Regions from separate parts of the Zea mays genome. Here regions 1 and 3 are each linked to region 2. The links are chromatin contacts, called in public Hi-C maps. All regions are on one chromosome and are shown on one strand. The core of a region is the stretch at or near the end of the contact, and the rest is flanking DNA. Distances in the headings are between cores, read along the strand shown. Region 1 holds the start of LOC100382018. Region 2 holds the start of LOC103626279 (heat shock 70 kDa protein 16). Region 3 holds the start of LOC100502266.

The links. A called contact is a pair of places that touch in the nucleus more often than the background predicts.
Region 1: a Hi-C map of leaf shows a contact between it and region 2, with 3 times the contacts expected there. The contact joins the promoter of LOC100382018 here to the promoter of LOC103626279 in region 2.
Region 3: a Hi-C map of tassel shows a contact between it and region 2, with 1.9 times the contacts expected there. The contact joins the promoter of LOC100502266 here to the promoter of LOC103626279 in region 2. A contact is called at or near these places in 2 of 25 Hi-C or Micro-C datasets (leaf and tassel).

What each region holds. Positions count from the first base shown.
Region 1 is chr5:42,310,167-42,313,943 of Zm-B73-REFERENCE-NAM-5.0, forward strand. LOC100382018 reads right to left here and starts at 1,355. Exons shown (of 3, transcript NM_001174784.1): 1 at 424-1,355; 2 at 307-355; 3 at 1-190. The coding sequence starts at 756. LOC100502266 reads right to left here. Exons shown (of 8, transcript NM_001323891.1): 7 at 3,365-3,777; 8 at 2,169-3,258. The coding sequence ends at 2,860.
Region 2 is chr5:42,842,948-42,847,016 of Zm-B73-REFERENCE-NAM-5.0, forward strand. LOC103626279 (heat shock 70 kDa protein 16) reads right to left here and starts at 2,177. Exons shown (of 9, transcript XM_008646666.3): 1 at 767-2,177; 2 at 441-653. The coding sequence starts at 1,939. It overlaps LOC109939671, which reads right to left. Exons shown (of 8, transcript XM_020537976.1): 8 at 3,657-3,721. The coding sequence ends at 3,657.
Region 3 is chr5:42,326,848-42,330,478 of Zm-B73-REFERENCE-NAM-5.0, forward strand. LOC100502266 reads right to left here and starts at 1,822. Exons shown (of 8, transcript NM_001323891.1): 1 at 1,520-1,822.

The DNA.
Region 1 (3,777 bases), core at 105-2,604, 530 kb before region 2:
TAGAGCGCTATCGTGGCAATCCCGAGCCAAGAATGCAGGGAACGGATGTCAGGAAGGCCGACGTCATGGTGAAACTTGAAGGCGGCGTACAGGCCGACGGCAGCGAAGGTGAGGGCTACGAGATGTAGCAGCAGGTGCACCGCCTTCTTGGCCGACCTCGGGCCCAGCACGATCCTGTACGCCATCACCGCTGCGCGCGCGCGCCACACACCACACCATCATACAAGCATCAGTGATCAGTCAGACACAACACGTTTGATTCCCTTCCATCGCTTGAGTTTTGCAGACGCGCGTTTGTTCCTTTACCTTCTCCGGTGCAGATGATAAAGCCGATCACCATGAACAGAGGGTGTGCCTGAGAAAAGGGTGCGCACGTTATAGAGTTTACTCCTACTGTTCGAAAATACACGGTTCGATTATTACCGTGTAGACGAAGAGAGGGTTGGATGTCGGCTTCCACGAGACGCCACCACGAAAGTGCAGCACCCAGACGAGCGTGAGCGTGAGCACGGCAGCCGCCAGCAGCTGCGCCGTCACCACCATAGGCAGCGCGGTCATGCGGAAGCTGGCGCTGCTCTTCACCGGCATAATGGCGCGTCGCCGTCTCGTTCTCCTCCTCGGCTGCGCAAAGGCTACCACCACCACAGTTGGATCCTGTTGCCGCTGCGTGTTGCCGCTACCGCCGCGTGATGGCATAATATGGTACGGTGGCTTGTTAGGGGGCGTGTCCTGGTGACGGATCCGAGGCGGGTTCATGTATAAACAAGGTCAAGGTGAAAGACAAGTTCAATGTGTAAACAACCCGGAGATAATCTCTGGTTTGGCCTTTGGAGCGTTGTGGCGCGTCTCCTTGTGAATGGGGCCCAGCTGTTTTCACCAGAGCAATAAAAGATCCAAAAATAGATCGATGAACAATCCGGCCGAGTCAAAAAAAAAAACGCTTGCCGGCCACTGAATCACAAGCGCAGAAACAGACAACTCACAAGCTAACAACAAAGCATCACAAGTACCATTTGTAATGGATCAGCTCTGCGTAACCAAAGTGGCAGAACAGAAGTCCAGCACATTACAGGAGCACCTGGCGTGGAATACCTTCAGATCTCCAAAGCCCCTCTTTCAACGGCAGACCGCAGACCCATCAGAGGTTGGACATATACAACCCTGCTGCTGCGTGCCTCCGGTACAAAAGCAAGTCGTGTAGAGATAGATGCAAACTATGTTTTTCTCCAAACAAAGCAGATAAAAAATCCATTAGCTCCAATAAAATCATATACATACGGCAGAACGTGTAATTTAACTATATGACCGCCATCTCTACATCTATCATGCAGGCAACCATGCATTCCTGGAGTTCGTCATGGGCCCTGCACATACAACCAATCACAACACCGGAGTTTATCAAAGATTAGCAAGACAATAAAGGAAGAGAACAGAAAGAAAAGGCAAAGGGCTGCTACCAGGGGATCTCTTCTCAAAAGATAACAAGAGTTGAGAGTGACACTAGAATCCAAGCAGAAGCTTGAGGACTTCAACTGGCCTGTAAGCATTAATACAATGACCACCCCTAAATTTAACTTACAAATGAAAGATATCCAAAAAAACATTATTTTTAAAACAACAGCCGACCGATTCTCGAACAGCCAGAATTGCAGTCAACATGCTACTTATCACAGTATGTACACAAGAAATTCAGCACCACTTAAATAGATCAAGAAACCACTAGATGAATCTGATACTGAAGAAACAAAAATCATGAGCACCATCATAAGGCAAACAAATGCAGCTACCTGGTATTCTGGGAGTGGCACTGAGAGGACATCCACAAAACCACCAGCGCCAAAGTAGAGATGATCCAAGGCGCACTTCAGATTTCAGGGTGCCTGTACTCCTGAAACATCACCTCCTCATGTTCAGCTCTCTAATATATATATATATGCATCGCAGAGAATGTGCCTAATTAAAATAGCTGCTTCACTAACCTAAAGTATTTCTGTTAGCTTCGACATGCAAGTATCAGAAAAAGTAGATCAGTTGCAGAAAAACTGAGTTCATTAAATATGATGTATCAAACATCAGCAGGACACTGTCACCGAGTGCCAAAACTAATCCATAGATTAACATACAAGCACAGACTCATGCCACTGATAATCAGGAAAATAAATATCACTACTGCAAACATGGTAACATCTTTCAACAATATGCACAGAACATGTTGACAAGAACAAAGGGTAACAACATGAGCTGAATGAAATAATGAACTTCTTTTCTCTAGATCTCGACCCTGTATACAGAAGGAACTTATGTCATATGGTACAGAAGCCCTGCCTATGTTAGCATACTGATCCTACTAGACATGTCAAGCATGCAACGATCGCAGCAGCAATCAGGCAACAACGCTTGAGACCTACCCTGCTCTAGAGCCAGTGAGCTTTCTCCTGGCATGTTTCAAAATGGATATGCCCATGCATGTATGTATCTACCGAAAGATGGAGCTGGCTAAAGCAAGGATAGCAATGTCAAAACACATCAGACAGCCTTGTTCTGAGAAAGAAACTCCTGCGAACTCCATAACACTGAGGGCTACAGCAGCCTTTCTTCAACCTGACATCATGAGCCTATAATCACCCACCATGAAAGCGTCTTGATCCACTGACTGGAGGTCACATCATGGTAGATTCGCACATCCTCTGCTGATAGCAATGCTTTCTTGTGACCAGCCCCACCACATGGTGCAAGGGATCTAATGCAGAGGCAACTAATCTTCTGAACATGAATCTGCACCTTGCTGAATCTGGACCGTCCCAGAGCTCTTCACCATTGTTCCATGCTGTACCAGAGTTGTAGATAGCAACACACTCCTTACACTTCTCTCCTGCCATTAGAAGAATTTGGCCTCCTGGGAACTCCAAACTGCAGATTATCCCTGGGACGATCACCAGGTCGGACAAAATCATCCAAATTCCTGTAACTACCATTTCTTGGAACAGAATTCAGACGCTCATCTTCATCGGGCCTCATGTTCATACCAGTTCTCGGTTCTGAGAACATGTCCAAGTGTCTTGGTCTAGGTCCACCACCAGTCCTCATGTTCCGGATGTTGTTGGAAGAATTCCTACCTGGAGTATTAGATGGAACCTTCATTGGTAAGAAGTCCTTGGGAATGCAATCCAGGTCCATAAAACATTTCCTGGCCTTCGCATCCGCTATTAGCGATGCCCAGTCCTCAGACTGCATGAGAGCATTAGCATTACCAACAACCTGAGAAACAATAAAGACTATAAGTAACATGGGATGCATCAAAAATATCATTGAAGAACAACAGTAGAACACACTAAATGCATATTGTAGGGAGGCAGAGACATACCCATAAAGCTCTCCTAGCTCTAGTTAGAGCTACATTCATACGCCGTATATCAGCAACGAAACCCACACCATGGTTTGATGCACGGACACATGACATAATAATTATGTCACGCTCCTGTCCTTGGAAAGCATCAACTGTATTTATGTAGATATCCTTCCCTTCCTCAGTATTCATAACATCCTTAAATTCCCGCTGAAGGCACTTCAACTGCAACTTATATGGTGTGATTATACCAACAGAAACCTTCTTGGCACCGTTAGCTTTCAAGAACTTCTGAAGGTGCTCATACAAACGCAATGCAAACTGCGCTTCATGAATATTCTGATATGAAGATGACCCACCCCTATGAGACTCACGGCCATGTGACAAGTCGTAGAAGATATAAGGTGCCATAAGTGCATCTCTGTAATAGG
Region 2 (4,069 bases), core at 927-3,426:
TACATTTGTAAAGAGACAAGAATGCATAATATAAACTCAACATGATCATTTGTAAATTATTATTCACATATATTTGATCACTCTAGAAGTTTAATTCATTGACACCAAGCACAAGTGTCCACAAGGCCCTCAAGTCCTCAGCAGAAGACCTACAAGCTATACAATATTGCAGCATTCATTTGTTAAAAGGCCAGCAACACATATGAAAAACTTAGGTGCAACACTCCAAAGTTACTTTTGACATTGTAAGATAAGAAAGGAGGTAAGCATTCACAAACATTTACACAGAAACATTGCTGGTGATGAAATGAACTATCACAGTCTCACAAGTTAAAATAATACAGTGCTGATATAGAGGTCATACATTATTATTATTGGAAGAATCAAACAGAACAGACATCTGGAGCAAAAGACTACAGATCAACAAGCAAAAAGCATACCTGAAAACTACCGATGTCTGTTGAGGTACCAGGAGGCAATTCATTCGCATCCACATAATAGGCATCAAAACTAAAACTGTCGTTCTTCTGTAGAGTAATGATCTTAACACTGGGAAAGGGCAGGCCTCTCCGGAACAATGCATCACTTGACAATGTTGAAACTGGGCCGTCACTAGTATAAAATCCTATGGAAGCAGGGATTGCATCGTGCACCTGAAATACAATGAATGTGTCAACTCTCACTATACAACCAGCAGTCTCTCATGCTCCACATAACATATAGCTTAAACAGATGTTGAATTTGACAAGATAAAGTGCAGTCATACCTCGTATTCCCGAACACGGAACGTAGGACTAAGCATTGCACATTGTAATGCACACCCCCGAGCCACACACTCACTTGAATTGAGTGTGCGACTAGGTTCTTTTCTGAAGAATTCCTTAAGCACCTTGGCAATGGCAGGCACACGAGAACCTGACCCAACGAGTTCCACAGAATGCAGCCTCTCCAATCCAATCCTTGAATCTGTCACCGCCCTGTTGCAAGGTTCAACAACCCTCTCCAGCAGCCTGGCACATAGCTTCTCGAAGTCCTCCCTTCGGATCACCCCCCTCACATCCTTCTCCTCTATCAGGCACTCAATGTTCACCACAGCCTCCGCGTTCGCGCTCAGAACCTTCTTCGCCTTCTCACAGGCTGCCCTCAACCTCATACTGGCCTTGACATTTCCTGTGACATCAATCATGTACCTGTCTTTGAACTCCTCGGCGAAATGCTCGAACAGCACCTCGTCGAAGTCCCTGCCCCCGAGGTCTGCATCGAACCCGTGAGACAGCACCTTCATCCCCGACATGTCGAAAGAGACGACCGCGACCTGTGTGTCGCATTGGCCGACGTCCACGAACGCGACACAGGTGGGACCCCCGGAGCCGCCGAGGTCGGAGCGGTAGAGGCCGTAGCCAAGCGCGGTGGCGGCGAGGTCGTGCATGAGGCGGAGCGGCCTGAGCCCCGCGATGGCGGCGGCGTCGAGGTAGGCTCGGCGCTGCGCTTGAGTGAAGTAGCAGGGCACGGAGATCACGCAGTCGGCTACGGGGGCGCCGCCGAGGTCGGCCTCCGCGAGCTGCTTGAGGTAGGCCAGCAGCATGGAGAGGAGGTGGGTCGGCGAGAGCGCGATGCGGCGGCCGATGTGGTCGGCGTGGACGACAGCGCCGCCACCGACGGCAGCGGGGAAGGGGAGGCGGGACAGGTCGCGGAGTAGGGAGGAGTCCGGGTGCCTCCCCGTGGCGCCCATGAGAAGGCGCTTGACGCTGGAGAAGGGGGCGTGCGCGGACGAGGCGGACGCGGCGTGGCAGCCGATGAGGCGCGCGTTGCGGGAGAAGGCGATGGCGGCGGGGGACTCGCGCTTGGACTCGGCGTTGAGGAGCACGTCGATGCCCCGCTGCCGCGCCGCCGCCGCCACCAGGGTGTCGTTGCCGACGTCGAAGCCGACCACGCTCATCGCCACCGATTTGGGGTTCGATCGGCGCGAATGGGGGAGGCGGGGTGCGATTTGGGGCGCGGTGGATGTAGTTGGAGATGAACCAGAGCGGTGCGCCGGAGGGAGAGGGTACGGTCGGCGCACGCCGCGGTGGTTGTTGGGCGAGGAGGAGCCGGCCCGTGCTTACTCGGCTGTCGCCGACACGTAGGGCCGGTTTCTTTTGCCTACTGCGGGGACGTGGCTCGGCCCTTTTTTCTCTCGGCTCCTTAGTAATTTTGAGCTGTGTTTGATACGTAATCCAACAAATTCGAACTAGCATTTAATTTAGTGTGTGTTTGTTTCCCTTTTAAACTATACTAGATCAGGTGGCGCCCATTCGGGCGCCCTATCCAACACACTATCCAGCACAGAAAGGCATCCATTCAGCACAAGGAAAAACAGGAGTAAGACGCCGCATAAGGACAAACCATAACGGGAGGTATATATATAGTATTGGGAGCTATAGTCCGGCCAATCCACATAATTATGTATATAAACCTAACGCAGTGAACTATAAATGCATCTCTTCATCCAAAAAAGTGAGCACATCATCTGTCATGTGTTCAAACTCCAGGTTTGTCGAGGCTACAAACAACAAATACAAGAATGTGAGTATAAAAGCTCCATAAATACATGTGTCATGTTCCATCCACCAAAAAAAATTGGCATATGAAATCTTCTAATTCACAAGTACCAGATATCGAATGTCCTTATTATCTATCCATATGACTATGAGGTACCTCAAGTAAACTGTTTTCTAAAATTTACACTATTCTTGGCTTTGACATGCATGTGGTCAAACTTTCTCGCAGTAAGGCATGTGGTCAAATTTACACTATTCTTGGCTTTCACTCGATAACACAAAATGGTACTACTTGAACTGATTAATGTCTTAGTCCTCAAATCAGGAACACACAATGGAATTTTGTTGGCGTTACTAAGGCAGTAAGGCATCAACATTTAGGATCATTTTTAACACTCTATTCTGTAAGTGACATGGAAGATATACTTCTCCAAAGAACTTTTTTCTCAAAATAGTTCTAGGTAATGCAAATTTTAATCCTCAGCTATTGTGCATAAGCCAGACATAATCTTGTCATAATTTGGTACTTGAACAAATGTTAAATAAATATTGTTTACAAGTAACAATATACAGTACAACGCAAAAACATTCACGTACATGAAAACAAACGATGATCTTTTTATCATTATCACTGTGAATAAAATGAATGATAATATGCTTTTCTTCAAAACTGTATTATCAGCTGGCGGTGTTTTTCAAATCTAAGTTGGACCAGCTATTAGTGAAAGTGTGATTTATCTCCCCCACCAAAGAGGTGACCATCATTTACCATGAATGTGCCTAAACGGCAAACAAGTTCAAACAACCTCTAAAGTCCATCATCAATAGTTCTGTCACATAGCCATGCATGATATATGCAGTCAAACAAACACAAAAGCAACTATATGAATAGGCAAACCTAGAACAACTTCCTTTTAATTGCTGCATGTTTACCTCCTATCTGCAGAAATTTCTGGGGTTCTTCTACCTGCTCAATGTTGTTAGATTACCATTAAACTTGATGTCACTCAACATGTAATCAGAAGCAGGGGAACATCAGGGACATGCAGATTATCTCACCTGATGGTAGGTTTTGCCATTCTCTGTATCGTAGATCCAGCGACCAACAACCCGGACTCATAGCGCCTGGTTGTGCTTCTTGGCCTTGACATCTTGCACTATGACCTCCAGCGGTTGCGGACCTGTGCAAAGAATGAATCCTCATGTACCCACATTTCCATGTTATATTGTTCAAACTTCAAACAATCCAGGTTGATTTTAATATGTCTCTATGAACACAACAGTGTTTGAGAATTAACATCCACATATGTATTTTACTATAAATAACTATTCCTTTCAGTAATCTACCACAGAAATCCACAATACAATGGTCACAAACAAGGAAAGGCGTTTATCCATAAAAGTAATGATGGTGTCTTAGGTTTTGCATCAGGTAAACAAAGATACTTTCGTACAAACATGACTGTCATCGGTACAGTGTTCTAGGGTCACTAATCATGGCCAAGCTGATCGAAACAAAACAGGCTCAC
Region 3 (3,631 bases), core at 572-3,071, 520 kb before region 2:
CACATGGTCCAAATAATAGTGTATTACATGTTATTCAAGTCTATATGCTACCAATAAACAACATAAACCATCCCTCAAAATTAGCAGAACACATAGCTAATACTCCAAATTAAAAGCTAAGAAAGTGAATAAGCTGAACTCCAGCATCTCTAAATGCAAAACATGAAAAAATAACTGTCCAACCACTCAAGGCTGATTTAGAGCTAACTAATACAAATAGCTGATTATCTCCTTATATTGACTAAACCGAAATATAGATGATTCAGAGCGATCCAGAGAGAAAGACTAAAACAGAAATGGTGTATATGTATGACCAACAAATAACATCTCAACCTGTAATAGTGCACATGTACTCAGAATGGGAAGCCAAGAGCACAGGATGTACAGTATACACTTTTGACAAATGTAACTAGAACCAGTCCAATTCTAGCACAGTTTCTTTCAGCTATATCACAACTGTGGATGTAGATGTAACTGAAAAACAGGACACATAAGAACAGGAGAATACTGAATATTTCGGCCTTCTACTTGCGAGCTGATGCAATCTAACATGACTAAAAGGGTAATTTTCTTAAGGAAATATTCAAAACCCATGGGCAACACCTGTTCCTAATCTCAAACAAACGCATCAACAGTTTAATGTTGATCTAACTTAGGACCTGACTAAAACAGGATACAATGTATCCCTGCATATATAAATAAATGACAAGATAGTAACAGAAACATTAGATAGCAGTTAACCCTAGGTCAAAGCAATAGAAGAAGTGGATGTGTGCTGCGCAATCTGTTAAGTTGTGCAAGCTTGCAATTAGCCATCTAACGCATATCTAATGGTGACAGATAATTTTACGTTTAACCCAGCAAGGATTAAAGAGATAGAGGGTGAGGTGGGACGGGTTGAAGGTATGCATTAGATGGCTTAAATCATGTAACTGCACGCTTGGAGAAACAGATTGCACAGGATACGACCTCTTAGAAGAAACTAGGTTTAAGTTAATCTCAGCAGGAAAGTTAGCTGAACAGCAGAGCAATAACAGAAGGACCATCCCAACAGCACATTTCACTCCAGAGGAAAGGGGCCTTAACTTCTACTCCCTTCTAGATAACACTACCTCTGCCTTCCTCGATCTACGGACTGTATTTATAGCCTGCCTTGAATCAATAAATATCGCTAAATTCTTCCTATAAAGTAAGGATCGCACCGTAACAGTTGGTAGATTCGGCAACCCGGCCATAGCCTTGATCCCATTCCGCTTTCAGATTTGGCATAATCACCCCGCGGAAGAATTAAAAAACAAAGGTGTCCTCGCTGCGCTAAAAGCGCGAATTCGGCATCCCAAGCAGTCCGGAGAAATGAAATTGGAAATCAGTCCGTCCTCTTAACTAACCGCGCCGCGTCTCACCCACCCCGGCGGGCACGCGACGCGCTAAGGATCCCGCTCCGTTCCAATCCGTCCGTTCCGTGAGACTGTGACACAGCAGTCCTAATGGTCCTGATTGGGGGGTAGGATCTCCGTACCAGGCGATCGTCGGGCGGCGGAGGAGACGGCGGCCAGATCCAGCCAGGGAGGGCGGCGGCGTCTGTTGACTAGGGTTCTCCCCTGTTTGCTTCCCCTGTGATGCGCCGGTGGGCTGCTTGTGTTCCTTTATTATTTTTTTCCTTTTCTCTTCGACAATACTTTTTTTCCCTTTTCGGTTTGGCTTTGGAAGAGAGGTTAGGCTTCCTTCCGGCTTTCGATTGCTCGTCTCGCCTCTCACGAGCGTCCGGTCCTCTGCGTGACGAACGACTTGGTGAGAGAAAGAGAGGAGGGAGGAGGAGGAAGGGTGGGTGTGAGGGCAGGAGGCCAGGGGTGGGGCTGAATTTATAGCGCTCAAGCTCGTGGCTACTGCCCCCGCGCTACGCGCACCAAACGAATCCCACTCACGACGGTTTATCTCACTGTATTGTGGGGCCAGGGTCTGGTGGGAGCCAGTTGTCTGCGAGGGCCGGGGGCGAGCCCCCGTGCGCGCGTAGGCGTGGGGCGGTGCGAACCGGTGGGGGCGCGTGGGCGACTGCGTGTCCGCATCTCGGTGCGGTCGAACCAGGTTGGAGTTCGTCTCCAGTTCACTTCCCTTGTTTTCTTCTCGATTATATCCTTTGCTATCTCTTTTTCATTCATACTCACACGTCAACTGAACAGCACTCCGGATAATAAAAAAAATATTGTCACCCAAGGAATGAGAAAATATTCTGGTTTTATTGAAAAGTGAAAACATGAAGGGATAATCAAGTGCGGTGGGGGAAAAGGGCCGTAGATGAGTACGTGCTTTTTTCCTGGGGTAATATAATAGATAATTAATCATCTCCTCAAAATAAATAAATCATTTATCCTATTGATTAATTAATGGGTTATTTTTTTGGATGGCGTCGGCTGCTAATGCATAGACGAGATGAGGAAGAAAAAAAAAGAAATTTGGGTGGTGTGTGGAGACCGGGGAGTGGAGCGGCGGATTAATTTGGACGGTAGGATTAGGAGGGACACGGAATGCAAGGAGAATCTGCAGGGCAACTGCCCCCCCCCCCCCCCCCCCCCCCCCTGCCTTTTTTTTCCTTTCTCGCTTTGCTTTCAGGCTGGGTCGTGGTATGACTGTATGAGCAAGTATCTCCGATTAATGAATGATGGCTCGTGGAATGGATGGGGATGTTCCGCGGGCGGGTTCTAGCGCCACGGTTATTTAAGGTACACTAATCAATTCGTTGCGCTGATTATTGGTGATGTCCAACGGCATTGCTTACTTGTCCTAAACGTGACTTGGAACCATTTATGTTGTACTCCTAAACTCGGTGTATAGCAGTAAAAACTTTCCAAACAGTGCCTTTTTTTAGCGCACAAGCTAAAATACTGGCAACAGGCATTATTTGTCCAGTGTCAAGAAATTTTCTCGGATGCTCAATCTTTTCATATGTATACATGCATGTCCAGTTTTTTTGTGCAAAGTGTTAGTTGAATGTTGAGGTCTAACTAGCATTTTTTTTGGGAGTTCAAACTTCTACGAAGTATCTAGAAATATGGAAGTCAGCAAAAGTCGTCGTGTGTTTTCAGCGGCGGACGCAGGACTGGAATTAAGGAGGTGCTAGTGTAACAAAAAAATAGTTTATATGTAGCATATGTGTAGCAATAAAACATTATGTAATATACCACTAGGTTACTACTTGCTAACCATGAGTAGTAATAAGAGTAGTAGGCAATGGCATTCTACGTTTACTTATGGCTTGAGAACGTTCAGTGATCATACAGTCATTAAGGCTTATATATATCTCCCATTCAGTATATCAAGGCACTGAACCACCCATTTGAAATTCTATTTCGCAAAGTAGACAAGTAGTATTGATAATATTCTTGATTTGTGTTTTCGTTAGTGCCAGGAGTATTACTTGTAACACCTCAAAATCACAATTTTAGAGGTATGAAAAAGTCTTCAAATATTCTAATTTAAGAGACCTTTTCATAATGATTTACTTACCTCCAAAGTAATTTCTCCCAAATTAAATACGTTTCTAATAAGAGACTAAATAAAAGACACTAAATTATCCTTGGTTGGAGGATATAAAATGGGTCATATAAAAGGGTTGTGTAAAATTATTTCTTAG